Linked DNA regions of Sus scrofa: regions 2 and 3 are each linked to region 1. The links are chromatin contacts, called in public HiChIP or PLAC-seq and promoter capture Hi-C maps. All regions are on one chromosome and are shown on one strand. The core of a region is the stretch at or near the end of the contact, and the rest is flanking DNA. Distances in the headings are between cores, read along the strand shown. Region 1 holds the start of PDLIM7 (PDZ and LIM domain protein 7). Region 2 overlaps LMAN2 (vesicular integral-membrane protein VIP36). Region 3 holds the start of RGS14 (regulator of G-protein signaling 14).

Region 1 (3,964 bases), core at 566-3,065:
TCTGAGAACCTATTTAGATATCTGGGAGAAAGTGTTTCAAGCGGAAGGAGCCACAAGTGCAAAGGCCCTAAAGCAGGAATGTATTTGCTGTATTTACAGTGAGGAGGGCAGAATGGCTGGAGCAGAGTGAGCCAGGAGAAGTGGGGGAGGTAGTTTATTAGTGTCTGAAAGACTTTAGTTTTATCTTAGGTGCAACTCCATCCCACTGAAATGCTAGAAGCCGAAGGTGTATGGTGTGATTTCTGCTTTAAAAATACCATTTTGAAGAAGACTGGGGACTGGGCAAGGGTAGAAAGAGGGAAATCTGTTAAGAGACTGCTGAGATGTCCAAGCACGAGACAAGTGGCAAGGACAAACACGGCAGCCAGGTGTGGAATAGAGTCAGAAGGTGGAATCTACAGAATCTGAGGTATGACACAGATGAGAAAGGAAGGAAAACTTCATGATTTTTACTGGCCTAACCAGATGAACACTGTTTTTATTTTTTTTCCTTGAAGTAAGGAAGGAGTTAGGGAGGTGGGGAAAATGAAAGTTTAAATTAGGAAGTAACTGGAATTCCTGTTGTGGCCTTGCTGTGGCTGTGGCATAGGCCGGCGGCTATAGCCTGGGAACTTCCATATGCCCCTGGGTGCAGCCCTATAATGAGAAAAGGCCAAAAAAAAAAAAAAAAAAAAAGTGAAAATTCTTACAGTTTATATTATGAGGGGAATGATGCAGAATAGGGGGAAATGTAATGATGATGGTGGAGGTAGGAGAGTAGCCACAGCCATGCCCTAGAAGGAGGTGAGGGGTGGATGCCCATCCTGATCCCTGGTCAATTTCCTCCCACTGCGCTAGCATTGGGGCTGTGGGGTCTGTGAAACCCCCACTGGAGGCGCTGCCCACTCTGGAGTGGGGTACCAGGACTATCTCGACAGTTTGGGGGTCAGCCCTAAACCTTCGGAGGGTCAGGGGGTAGGAGTGAGGGCAGGGCATAGGGTCGGGGCGGAGCCAAAGGCCTTTATACCTCTGTCTGCTGCCTTTGGTGGAGTGTTCTGCAAACTTAACTGTAAGCTCCCCCTGTGTCGACCTCAACTAACCCCACCTCCAAGGTTCACCCCCTCCCTCTTCCAGACCAAGTCTGTCCGATTTAGATATTCCTTTTGTGTGTGTGTCTTTGTGTGTCTTTTTGCCTTTTCTAGAGCCGCTCGCCGCAGGAGCGGCATTATGGAGATTCCCGGGCTAGGGGTCTAATCGGAGCCATAGCCACTGGTCAGAGTCACAGCAACGTGGGATCCAAGCCGCGTCTGCGACCTGCACCACAGCTCACGGCAACGCCGGATACTTAACCCGCTGAGCAAGGCCAGGGATCAAATTTGTTAACCACTGCGCCACGACGGGAACTCCCGATTTAGATATTCTTGAGCTATCAATGGCTGTGCCTTACGCCAAACTATGCCTATCTTCACGGTGGCCTGTGAGGCGAGTATTACTGTCCCACTTTCCCAGTAGGAAACTAGGGTTTAGAGATGACTCAGGTCCAGATCTGCCTGGTTTGCTTGGTGACTTGCTTTTCACTCGGCCAGAGGGAGGCGCAAGGGGCTGGGCGAGCCGCGGGTTGGGCTGTCCAGCAGCCCAGACCCCCCCACACCCTACCCAGGCCCCGCCCCATTAAGGGGACCAGGGAGAGCCTTGCCTTACAGCGCAAAGAGAGACCGGACTTCGTGATTGGGCGGTACGGAAGGATTCGGCGGGGCTTCCTACTGCCTGGGAGACTGCTCATGGGCTCAACTTTTGACGGAGGCGTGGCCACAGGCCACGCCCCCTCCAGCGGGCTCATAACTGATGTCTGCGGCGGGGGCGGGGCCAGAACGCGGGCGGCGGATCCCAGCGCGGCTCTCTGGAGCCCGCTGCTGAGCAGCGCCCCGGAGGGGCCGAGCAGGTACAGGCGACTGTGCGGGGCGTTTCGGGCTGGGCCAGGCGGGGGGGCAGAGGCCTGTTAGGGGCCACAGCGGGCACTAGGGGTCGTGGCCAAAGCTGCGCTTCCTCCGGCGTGCGGGAGCCGCTACCCCCGCCCCCGCCTTCCTGAGGCGAAGCCGGCTGCGGCGGGGCCGATTGGCGCCTGCGCCGCTTCCTGCCCCCGGGACTCGGCCAATGCATGGGGCCGGGGCGGGGAACCAGGGGGAAACCGAGTCACGTCAGGAGGGTAGGCCTGTGGGGGAGGCATCACCCCCACTGAACTCTAGGATGAATTCCCTTCCTGGCCACGCTTTGAAGTCCCAGTCCCCACCGACCTACGCAGGGGCCGCGCACCCGCCCAGTTCCCCCAGCGCTCAGGGGTCTCGCCCTGGGTCACGGCAGCTTCGACTAGTCCGGGAATGGCTAGTACCCGCTCCAGCCGCCTCCCCCCCTTCCCCTCCCCCTCGCGTCCCGAGCCCCCGTGTGTTCCCTCCGTTGGCTCTCCGCACAGTGTCAGCTTACACGCCTTATATAGTCCGAGCAGGCTCCAGCCGTGGCCTGCCTGCCGGGACCTGGGGGCGGGGGAAAGGAGGAACGCCGGCCCCGGACTGGCCTTGCCGTCTAGTTCCAGGCTCAAGGATGGCTTGGGGGGAAGCCAGAGCCAAATTAGCCCTGCGATCCACTCCTGGATGAAAAGAATCTCAAGGCTGGATTCGGGCTCCCCTCACCCACCCTGTCCCTTGGGGAAGGGGGGTTGCCGCTGCCTTTCCAAAGTGAAGTCTGCCAGCTAGCAGCCCAGCCAAACTTAACAAGTTACCCTCCTACCCTTGCCCTGGGTGTGCTCAGCGTCTGCTCGTGCCTTCCTGGCACTAGTCCAAGCCTGATGTCCAGAGCTAGGCCTGCCTGTGTACCCACCATGCCAGCTGCTCACCTTTTCTCTCCTCTCAGGAGCGGCACCATGGATTCCTTCAAGGTGGTGCTGGAGGGGCCAGCACCTTGGGGCTTCCGGCTGCAGGGGGGCAAGGACTTCAATGTGCCCCTCTCCATCTCCCGGGTGAGCCTAGATTGAGGGAGGGGCTCCCCCAGGGGTCTTGGGGTGCTCAGATCTCCAGTGGGTGACAGAAAGAGCCTGAACAGGAGTGAGCCACGGCCGGTAGGCCAGGAGGTGCCCAGGTCCAGATATGTGGGCACTGCCACGAAGACTACCAACCTAACTAGGGAGATACTAGGAGAGGAGCCCCCACACTTCCCTAGCACTGCACTGTACCTGATGCTGTTCCACGAAGCTCCTGTGGCCACCTCCAAGGCCCAGGGGGATGCCCATTCTGAGGTCTCCAGGAAGTGTCTAAGCTCCTTGAGAGAGCAATGCTTGGAGCTAGGCCCCAGGCAGGGCTCTCTGACTGCAGGATCTCACTTCATTCTCACTGCCACCCAGGGAATAGCAACTGTCATCCTGTTTTTCCAGATGAGCTAACTCAGGACTCGGAGAGGTGAAAGGGCTCCTTCAGCAACTCCGTGGCAAAACAGGGATTGGAATTCAGCCACAGGGATGGCCAGCAGTCTGTGTGTGTGAGGGGTGCCTCTCCCCGGCCTGTGTGAGGACCTTCCATCCCATCCACTGGTCCCATTCAGGATGGAGTGGGCTTTGACCCCAAGCAGGGGTTGGGATGGGTCTCTAGGACTCTGACTTCAGCTTCTGAGATCCTGTCCTGGTGGGGGTGGAGCTAGGGGCCGGCTCCTCCCTGTGGCAGGGGGATTGCCTTATAAGCCCAAGAATGCAGCCCCACGCAGGGATGGCCAACTGGTGGCTGGAGTCTGCAGGGCTGAAAAAGGCTGGTCTGGGCCTGGACCCCTGACCACATCAGTGGGCCCCTCAGCTCATCGCCCCCAGGCTGTGGCTCTAGCCATGGGATCGGCCGTGGGACATGTAAAACAAGCTGCCTGCCCTGAGAGAGAGTCCAGCCCTTGGGCTGGTATCTCTCACTGTGGTGGGGGGTGGAGGGTGGGTTCAGGAGGAGGTGGGGAC
Region 2 (3,964 bases), core at 743-3,242, 170 kb after region 1:
AACCCCAGACTCCCAGTCCATCCCACTCCCTTCTCCTCCCCCTTGGCAACCACAAGTCTGTTCTCCATGTCCATGAGTTTCTTTTCTGTGGAAAGCTTCATTTGTGCCTTATGTTAGATTCCAAATATAAGTGACATCATATGGTATTTGTCTTTCTCTTTCTGACTTAATTCACTTAGTATGAGAGTCTCTCGTTCCATCCATGTTGCTGCAGATGGCATTATTTTGTTCTTTTTGTGGCTGAGTAGTATTCCATTGTGTGTGTGTGTGTGTGTGTGTGTGTACACTGCATCTTCTTAATCCATTCATCTGTTGATGGACATTCAGGTTGTTGCCATGTTTTGGCTATCACAGATAGTGCTACAATGAACATACAGGTACGTGTGTCTTTTTCAAGGAATGTTTTGTCCAGATGTATGCCCAAGAGTCGGGTTGCTAGATTGTATGATAGTTTCGTGTTTAGTTTTCTGAGGTATCTCCATACTGTTTTTCATAGTGGTTGTACCAATTTACATTCCCACCAGCAGTGTAGGAGGGTACCCTTTTCTCCACACCCTCTCTAGCATTTGTTGTTTGTTGACTTGTATCCATTCTAAACTGTCTTCATCCTCAGCCATAGCCTTAGCAGATCTTGAGGCTTACCTGGTGGTGTAACCCAAATACTCATTTCTGAGCCATCTGGACTTCTGGTAATCACACCTTTCTCGGGTCAGGCTTGCTGCCTGTGAACATAACTTGGACCCCGTCCTCGGGGTTCTGGGAGAGCTGGACCCAGATGTTCCTGTCCTTTCCCCTGTTAAATGTTGAGCCACTGGTCTCCAGGGATGGGCCCTGAGAGCCCATTGGGTCAGAGGACAAATGGCCGCAGTAGTAAGCAGACAGCGGCAGAGAGGTTTTGCAACCCAAGCAATGACATTTACAGGACGTCCTGAGGAGGATACCCTTATGCCCATGAATGGCCTGTGATGCAGACGGGAGTGTGTAGGTGGAGAATCTCCCACTTCTCCGCAGGACAGGCCAGAGTTTTGACTCTGCAAAGCTCAGAGGTAGAAAGGGAGGTGGTTTATCAGGTGCCCCAGGAGCACATAACATCCTAGACCATAGGCACTTTTTTTTCTTTTTTCTTTTTTCTTTTTGCTGTTTAGGGCCGCACCTGCGACATTTGGAAGTTCCTGGGCTAGGGGTCAAATTGGGGCTGCAGCGGCCGGCCTACACCACAGCCACAGCAACGCCAGGTTCAAGCCATATCTGCGACCCATGCCACAGCTTGCAGCAACATCATATCCTTAACCCACTGAATGGGGCCAGGGATCAAACACATGTCCTCATGGATGCTAGTTGGGTCCTTAACCTGCCTGGCCACCACGGGAACTCCAGTAGGCATTTTCTATAAATGACTCAGTTGGCCCCACCCATGGTCAATGCTGCCCAGCCCATGGATCAGATCAGACTTGTCCCATGGCACCAGGAAGGTAGTCACTCCTTTTTGAGAAGCTGATGTATCTGGTTCCATATACACCCCAGGCACTCTGTCCTGGACCCGACGCTTCACCTGCTTGGAGAAAGATGTTGAGTGCCCGTGGGCACTCAGTCCCAGACACTTGATTCTGTGGCCTATGCAGCAGCTTGAGGAGGACTTAGTTTTCAGCATGCAAAGTTTAGGTTGGGAATACGTAGCAACACCCTGCAAAAAGCAACCTGAGGCAGAAGCCAGCACAGGGCAGGCTCCTGGCCATGGGTGCTGTCTGGTGGATCCCTTAGTAAGCAAAGAGCAGTTTGTAACCATTCCCGCTCACTGTGCCAATTGCTGTAAAGGTTCCTGAGATTTGTTTTCATCAGATTTGGTAAGACACACAGACACAGAAATGATGGCCATAAAGGAAGAAGTTGATACTCACAGTTCCCTAAAAACTGGAGAGATGCCAGGCCATGAAGGGCCACATGGGGAAGTACCAGGGTTAGTCAGGAGGCAGAGAGAGGGAGGAAGAGGAGGAAGTGTTGGCAAGAGTCTTTATTGTGGTTTCTGCAGGAGGGAATGTGTGAGGCATGGTAATGAGGCTTAGAATTGGCTAATTGGAATAGTTTCATCGGGATATAGGGGCTGACCCAAGCTGTGTGGGAACTGGCTCTGGGGTGATTAGGATAGGGGGAGAGTGACCCAGATTGTGAGGGTGGTGGTGTGGGCTCTGGGTTGGTTGGAGTATGAAAAGTGTGCTGGTGGGTGAGTCACTTGCTGTCTCTGGGAATTGGATGAGCACGTGAGGTAAGATGAAGCTTTGATTCCTTCAGGGCCTTTGGGCTCACTATAGTGCAAAACTGCACTGTGATTTGTTACTGAAGGCAAAAGTCAATAATGAAATTTAGAAATGACAGAATCAGGAGTTCCTGTTTTGGCACAGTGGAAACGAATCCGACTGGGAACCATAAGGTTGCGGGTTAGCTCCCTGGCCTCGTTCAATGGGTTAAGGATCTGGCATTGCCACGAGCTGTGGTTTAGGTCACAGACTTGGCTCGGATCCTGTGTTGCTGTGGCTGTGGCTGTAGGCTGGAGCTCTGATTCGACATCTAGCCTGGGAACTTCCATATGCCTCAGGTGCGGCCTTAAAAAGCAGAAAGAAAAAAAAAAAAAAAAAAAAAGACAGAATCAGCTGCCAAGAAGTTGGTTCACTGGATGCATAAGGAAATTCAGAGTTATAAGAAGTAAGTAAAAGACATTCTCCCTTGGTTATTGTTATCTGTAACAGCTAAAATGAAAGCAAGAGAGCGGAGTTCCCATTGTGGCTCAGCAGTAACAAACCTGACTAGTATCTATGAGGATGCAGGTTTGATCCCAGGACCTTTCTCAGTGGGTTAAGGATACGGCATTGCCATGAGCTATGGTGTAGGTCGCAGATGTAGCTCGGATTCTGTGTTGCTGTGCCTGTGGCTGTGGCGTAGACCGGCGCTGTAGCTCTGATTCCACCCCTAGCCTGGGAACTTCCATATGCCATGGGTGTGGCCCTAAAAAGCAAACAAACAAACAAAAAACCAAGAGGGAATGTTGGGGCAGATCCTGAAGATCCTGAGATTGGGCCACACTTGGTCTATGCTAAACACTAGTCTCAGGGCCACTATGAAAGGGAAAAGTGATGCTGAAACAACAAACAGTGGAATGAGTCATGAGAGAGCAAGGGAAAGAAAAGGAGGATCGTGGGGCTCATTCCAGCGGCATGCAAATCTTTCCATGATTATTAAGAAATGGGGAGTTCCCATCGTGGCGCAGTGGTTAATGAATCCGACTAGGAACCATGAGGTTGCGGGTTCGGTCCCTGCCCTTGCTCAGTGGGTTAACGATCCGGCGTTGCCGTGAGCTGTGGTGTAGGTTGCAGACGCGGCTCAGATCCCGCGTTGCTGTGGCTCTGGCGTAGGCCGGTGGCTACAGCTCCGATTAGACCTCTAGCCTGGGAACCTCCATATGCTGCAGGGGCCCAAGAAATAGCAAAAAGACAAAAAAAAAACAAAACAACAACAACAAAAAAAACAAAAAAAAGAAATGGGATGGGGGTTCCCTTGTGGTGCAGTGGGTTAAGGATCTGGTGTCACAGCTGCGGCTCTGGTTACTGCTCTGGTGCAGGTTTGATTCCTGGCCCAGGAACCTCTTCATGTCGTGGATGTGGCCAAAAAAAGAAAAAGAAGAAATGGGGAGTTCCCGTCATGGCGCAGTGGTTAACGAATCCGACTAGGAACCATGAGGTTGCGGGTTTGGTCCCTGCCTTTGCTCAGTGGGTTAACGATCCGGCGCTGCCGTGAGCTGTGGTGTAGGTTGCAGACGCGGCTCGGATCCCGCGTTGCTGTGGCTCTGGCCTAGGCCGGTGGCTACATCTCCGATTCAACCCCTAGCCTGGGAACCTCCATATGTCGCGGGAGCGGCCCAAGAAATAGCAACAATAACAACAACAAAAGACAAAAGACAAAAAGACAAAAA
Region 3 (3,964 bases), core at 602-3,101, 140 kb after region 1:
GCGTGTGAAAGTCTCGGAAAGGGGCCAGGGCATCTGTGGGCTTGCCAGGGCTGGGAGCAGAGCTTGGGTGCCCTCCCTCCTCTGAATGACCTTCGAGCATAGTATCTATGTGTTGACATGGGACGGGCAAGGGCTGGATCTGTCTCTGGCCCCCTCAGCTGCCCTGCTGTTCTGGGCACTGCTTGGAAGCATCTACCCAGCTGCCCTCTGGGGTGGGTGTGGGAGTGGGCATGTTCCCCCTTGGCCTGGATGCCCGGGGAGGAGTGAGCCAAGTGTCATGCCTCCGGAGTGGGAATGCGAGGCCCACCGGTGCTTGAACTTTCAAAGTTAGGTTGATGGTATAGATAGCGGTAGGGGGGAGGGATTGGGCCAGCTTGGAGGGGTTCATCTCTCTCCCACCCAATAAAGAGATGCTGGAGGAAGGGGTGTAGAGATAGGTCTTGGGAATTAGGAGGAGGAGCGGGGGTTGAGGTGGTGGCTCAGCTTCATGGTGAAGCAGAGTGTCCTTGAAGAGGGGCTGAGAATGGAGTGGGGGGCATTGGGGCTGACAGTTATAGAACCCCCACAATGGATCAGGGGCCTCATATTCATCATTTGGCTTAATCATCTAAACAAGCCTTTGAAATCCATTCCAAACTTCTCATTTTTATAGAGGAAGAATCTGAGGGTCAGAGAGGACCCTCTAGCCAGGGACAACTGAGCTGAGATTGGAAACCACATCTCTCTGGACCCACTGGCTTTGTCCCACAGTACTAGGCTGGGGCTGTGTAAGAAACTAGGACACTGTCTGGACTTCCCAGAGTTTTTAGGAGGGACTGGGGTTCTGCCAAGTGGGCTGTTGTCCTAGGGATAGAAGAAGAGAAGCCCCGGCACAGCCTGTCTCATCTGCTGAATGAATAAAGAAGCTGGACTCTAAGAGCAGCTCTAACCCAGATGCCAAACAGCCAGGGAGAGGTTTGGGGGAGGGGGCAGCAGCCAGGGGCATCCCAGTACCCAGCTCCCCCTACCTTTCCTAGTGGTCCAGGAATAGAACAGACAGAAGCTGTATCAACTTGGCCTGACCCTGCAGACCCATCCCTGGCTGCCAAAGGGCTCCTAGTTCTGGCAGGAAGCCTCGGGAACAGGTCTAGGGGGAGGGCAGTGACCCAGCAAGGGCTGCCCCTTACCTGACCTTGAGCATCAGGACATGGGGGGCGATATTGCTGAGGCCGAGTGAGGTATGGGAGCTCAGGCCAGTATAGGGGGTGTCAAGGGGCAAAGGCCATGCCCAGTCTCCCTGCTACCCCAGGTGATGCCAAAGTAGCAAGGAAGAGAGCAGTGGGGACTGGGCCAGAAGCCTCTCCTCTAGTCTCATCCCCAGGGCGGCCCCAGGTCCCCCAGCAGAGCCATCTGGAAGGTCCTGTGGTGAGGGCACCAGGTCCCACCACCTGCTGCTATCTGTCCCCAACTTCTCCCGCCCGCTGGCAGCACACAGGCTGTTGCCCAGCCCTACCGGGTGTGCCTCTCGGGCTCCACCCTGGGTGTACCCACCTCCTCCCCGTGGGCCTGGCCTAGAGCCCACACTCACCATGCGTCCGTTGGGGACGCCCAGGTGCTTGGGCTTCCCCGGCATGCCGCTGCTCTTCACGGGTCCCTGCCACGGGAGGCGCCCACCATGGGGACTTCGGGCAGCGCCGGTCAGAGCTTTCACGGTGATGGGCAGGCGGCAGAGAGAGCCCAGCTCCGCTCCTGCGGGCCCTCACATCCTGAAACACCAGCTCACTACCTCTTTTCTCTGCCACAGGAAGCGTCTCTATAGAAACCGAACCACAGAAAGAAGCAAGGTCTAAGAGAGCGAATGCTTCTTCCTACATTCACACACACACACACACACACACACACACACACATGCACACGCACACGCACACACACATTCACGCGCCCGCGCGCACATGCTGCCAACACACCCTTGGCAGTGCTCTACTCAGGCACCAACACAGAGCAGGGGCCTCTGTGTGCCCAGCGAGGAGCCCAGCCTGGTCTGGCGCAGACCGGGGAGCTCCATAGGCATGTCTGGGCACAGAAGTGCCTGTTCACACACCTGGAAAACTTTGTACACCCTGCTGGGGCTTCTGTGGACATGGGAACTTGTGCACCAGGACCTGAATGTCCACTCGTCTACATTACTCAGCACACACCTATCCCACACCTGCTGTGTGCTGAGCATGCACACACTCAGTGCCCCTCCCCCTGGCAGCTGGGTGCATTACTACCTCTGTCCTGAGACACCTTTGGGCTCTCCCTCCCAGGTCTATGCCCAGGTGTACAGACAAATGGATACATCTCATGCATGGTCACATACACACAAGATCCTTCAGGTGTGCGGGTTCTCCCTTGTCAGGTATACCTGGGCCTTCAGTCATGAGTGTGCCCAGTCCCTCGGACAGATGCATGTGACAGGCACACCTGCACAAGGCACATATGAACCCAGTGACCTTTGCAACCAGGTGTGCACGTGCTTGCCCAGCTGGGCAGGGAATGGACCAGGTGCATCTGTGCCCAAAGATGTGTGTGTGCATTCATAGTCACTCATAAAAGTCCCACTTTTGTGAAGTACTGTTGACTGAAGAGGGGTAGTCTGCCTCCTCAGCCCTGGCCCAGTCCCAGTCCCTTTAGCCAGGGTCCTTATTGGCTTTTTTTTGCCCCCCCCCCTTTTAGGGCCACACCCATGGCATATGGAGGTTCCCAGGCTTTGAGTCGAGTTGGAGCTACAGCTTCTGGCCTACACCACAGGCACAGCAATGTGGGATCCGAGTCACATTTGCAACCTACACCACAGCTCATGGCAACACCAGACCCACTGAGCAAGGTCAGGGACTGAACCCGCATCCTCACGGATACTAGTTGGATTCATTTCTGCTGTGCCACAGTGGGAATTCCCTTTCCCTTTTTTTCCTTTTTTTTTTTTTGGCCATGCCTGTGTCATGCAGAAGTTTTTGGGCCAGGGATCGAACCTGAACTACAGCAGTGACCTGACCCATGACAATGATAATGCCAGATCCTTAACCCACTGAGCCGCCAGGGAAATCCCTGGCCTCTTTCTTACATATGTATGTACCCACGAAGACTTGTATTTTACTGAAGTTTGGGCTTTCCTAGAGCCCTGAAGTTACCAGGCACTACAGTTTGGGCCCCACTTTCTGCAAGGAAAAGGTGACACCCCATCTTTCGTATTCTACCCTCTATTCCACTCCCCCTTCCTTCTAAGGCCATGACTTGAATATTTCAGAAGCAGAAAATAAGTGACTCTTCACCATAAATTCAGGTCCTTTTCCTCCTGGGCACATTGCTAAACTTTAATTTCCCAGGCTTCCTCACAGTCAGGTGTGGCTATGTGCTGCCTAGTTCCTACCAACTGAACGCGAGTGGAGTGATGACGTGTACCAAGGCTATCGGGTGCTCTGTGCCCTCTGCCTTCTCTCCTTCCCCTTTAGCTGGCTGGATACAGGAGATGACGAAGCCCTAGGGGATGGTGGAGCCGTAAGAAGGAAGGAGCCTGGGCCTCTGCATTTGTGTAAGAAGGCAAGTCCACAGGCACCAAAAACACAAGCTTTGGACAGTTAAGGGAGAGAGAAAAATTATCTTGTTCAAGCCATTGTATACATTAGGGTTTACTTTTTTTTGGTCTTTTGTGTTTTTAGGGCCGTACCTGCAGCACATGGAGGTTCCCAGGCTAGGGGTCTAATCAGAGTTGTAGCTGCCGGCCTACACCACAGCCACAGCAACTCTGGACCCTTAACCCACTGAGCGAGGCCAGGGATCGAACCCACAATCTCATGGTTCCTAGTCCGATTAGGTTCTGCTGCACCAGGAGGGGAACTCGCATTAGGGTTTACCTGTTGTAGCAGCTAGTGTTATCCTAGTTAATACACCTCTTACCCAGTCCTAACTCACCTTTTTCTAGACACCTTGCTCCAGCCCACCT

Evidence for each region. Promoter capture Hi-C pulls out the DNA fragments that hold promoters and counts their contacts. HiChIP or PLAC-seq counts read pairs in DNA pulled down with a chosen protein or histone mark.
Region 2: a contact with region 1 is called in an H3K27ac HiChIP or PLAC-seq map of alveolar macrophages. The contact joins the enhancer-like site here to the promoter of PDLIM7 in region 1. A contact is called at or near these places in 7 of 47 Hi-C or Micro-C datasets (blood, embryonic fibroblasts, epiblast stem cells and 3 more) and 1 of 2 datasets of contacts at active chromatin or transcription factors (alveolar macrophages).
Region 3: a promoter capture Hi-C map of fetal liver shows a contact between it and region 1, with 2.2 times the contacts expected there. The contact joins the promoter of RGS14 here to the promoter of PDLIM7 in region 1. A contact is called at or near these places in 1 of 5 promoter capture datasets (fetal liver), 3 of 47 Hi-C or Micro-C datasets (heart right ventricle, liver and skeletal muscle) and 1 of 2 datasets of contacts at active chromatin or transcription factors (alveolar macrophages).

The regions. Positions count from the first base shown.
Region 1 is chr2:80,451,198-80,455,161 of Sscrofa11.1, forward strand. PDLIM7 (PDZ and LIM domain protein 7) reads left to right here and starts at 1,816. Exons shown (of 13, transcript XM_021084381.1): 1 at 1,816-1,921; 2 at 2,887-2,992. The coding sequence starts at 2,897.
Region 2 is chr2:80,621,874-80,625,837 of Sscrofa11.1, forward strand. The region is part of intron 7 of LMAN2 (vesicular integral-membrane protein VIP36); the gene reads left to right. Among named protein-coding and RNA genes, the nearest start is that of MXD3, 13 kb to the right of the region's middle. Within about 2 kb of position 1,993, at least 4 of the 83 cell types and tissues checked have an H3K27ac peak or open chromatin away from gene starts, as enhancers often do. A contact at or near this core is called in alveolar macrophages, where this site is marked.
Region 3 is chr2:80,588,147-80,592,110 of Sscrofa11.1, forward strand. It overlaps RGS14 (regulator of G-protein signaling 14), which reads right to left and starts at 1,852. Exons shown (of 15, transcript XM_005661452.3): 1 at 1,568-1,852. The coding sequence starts at 1,612.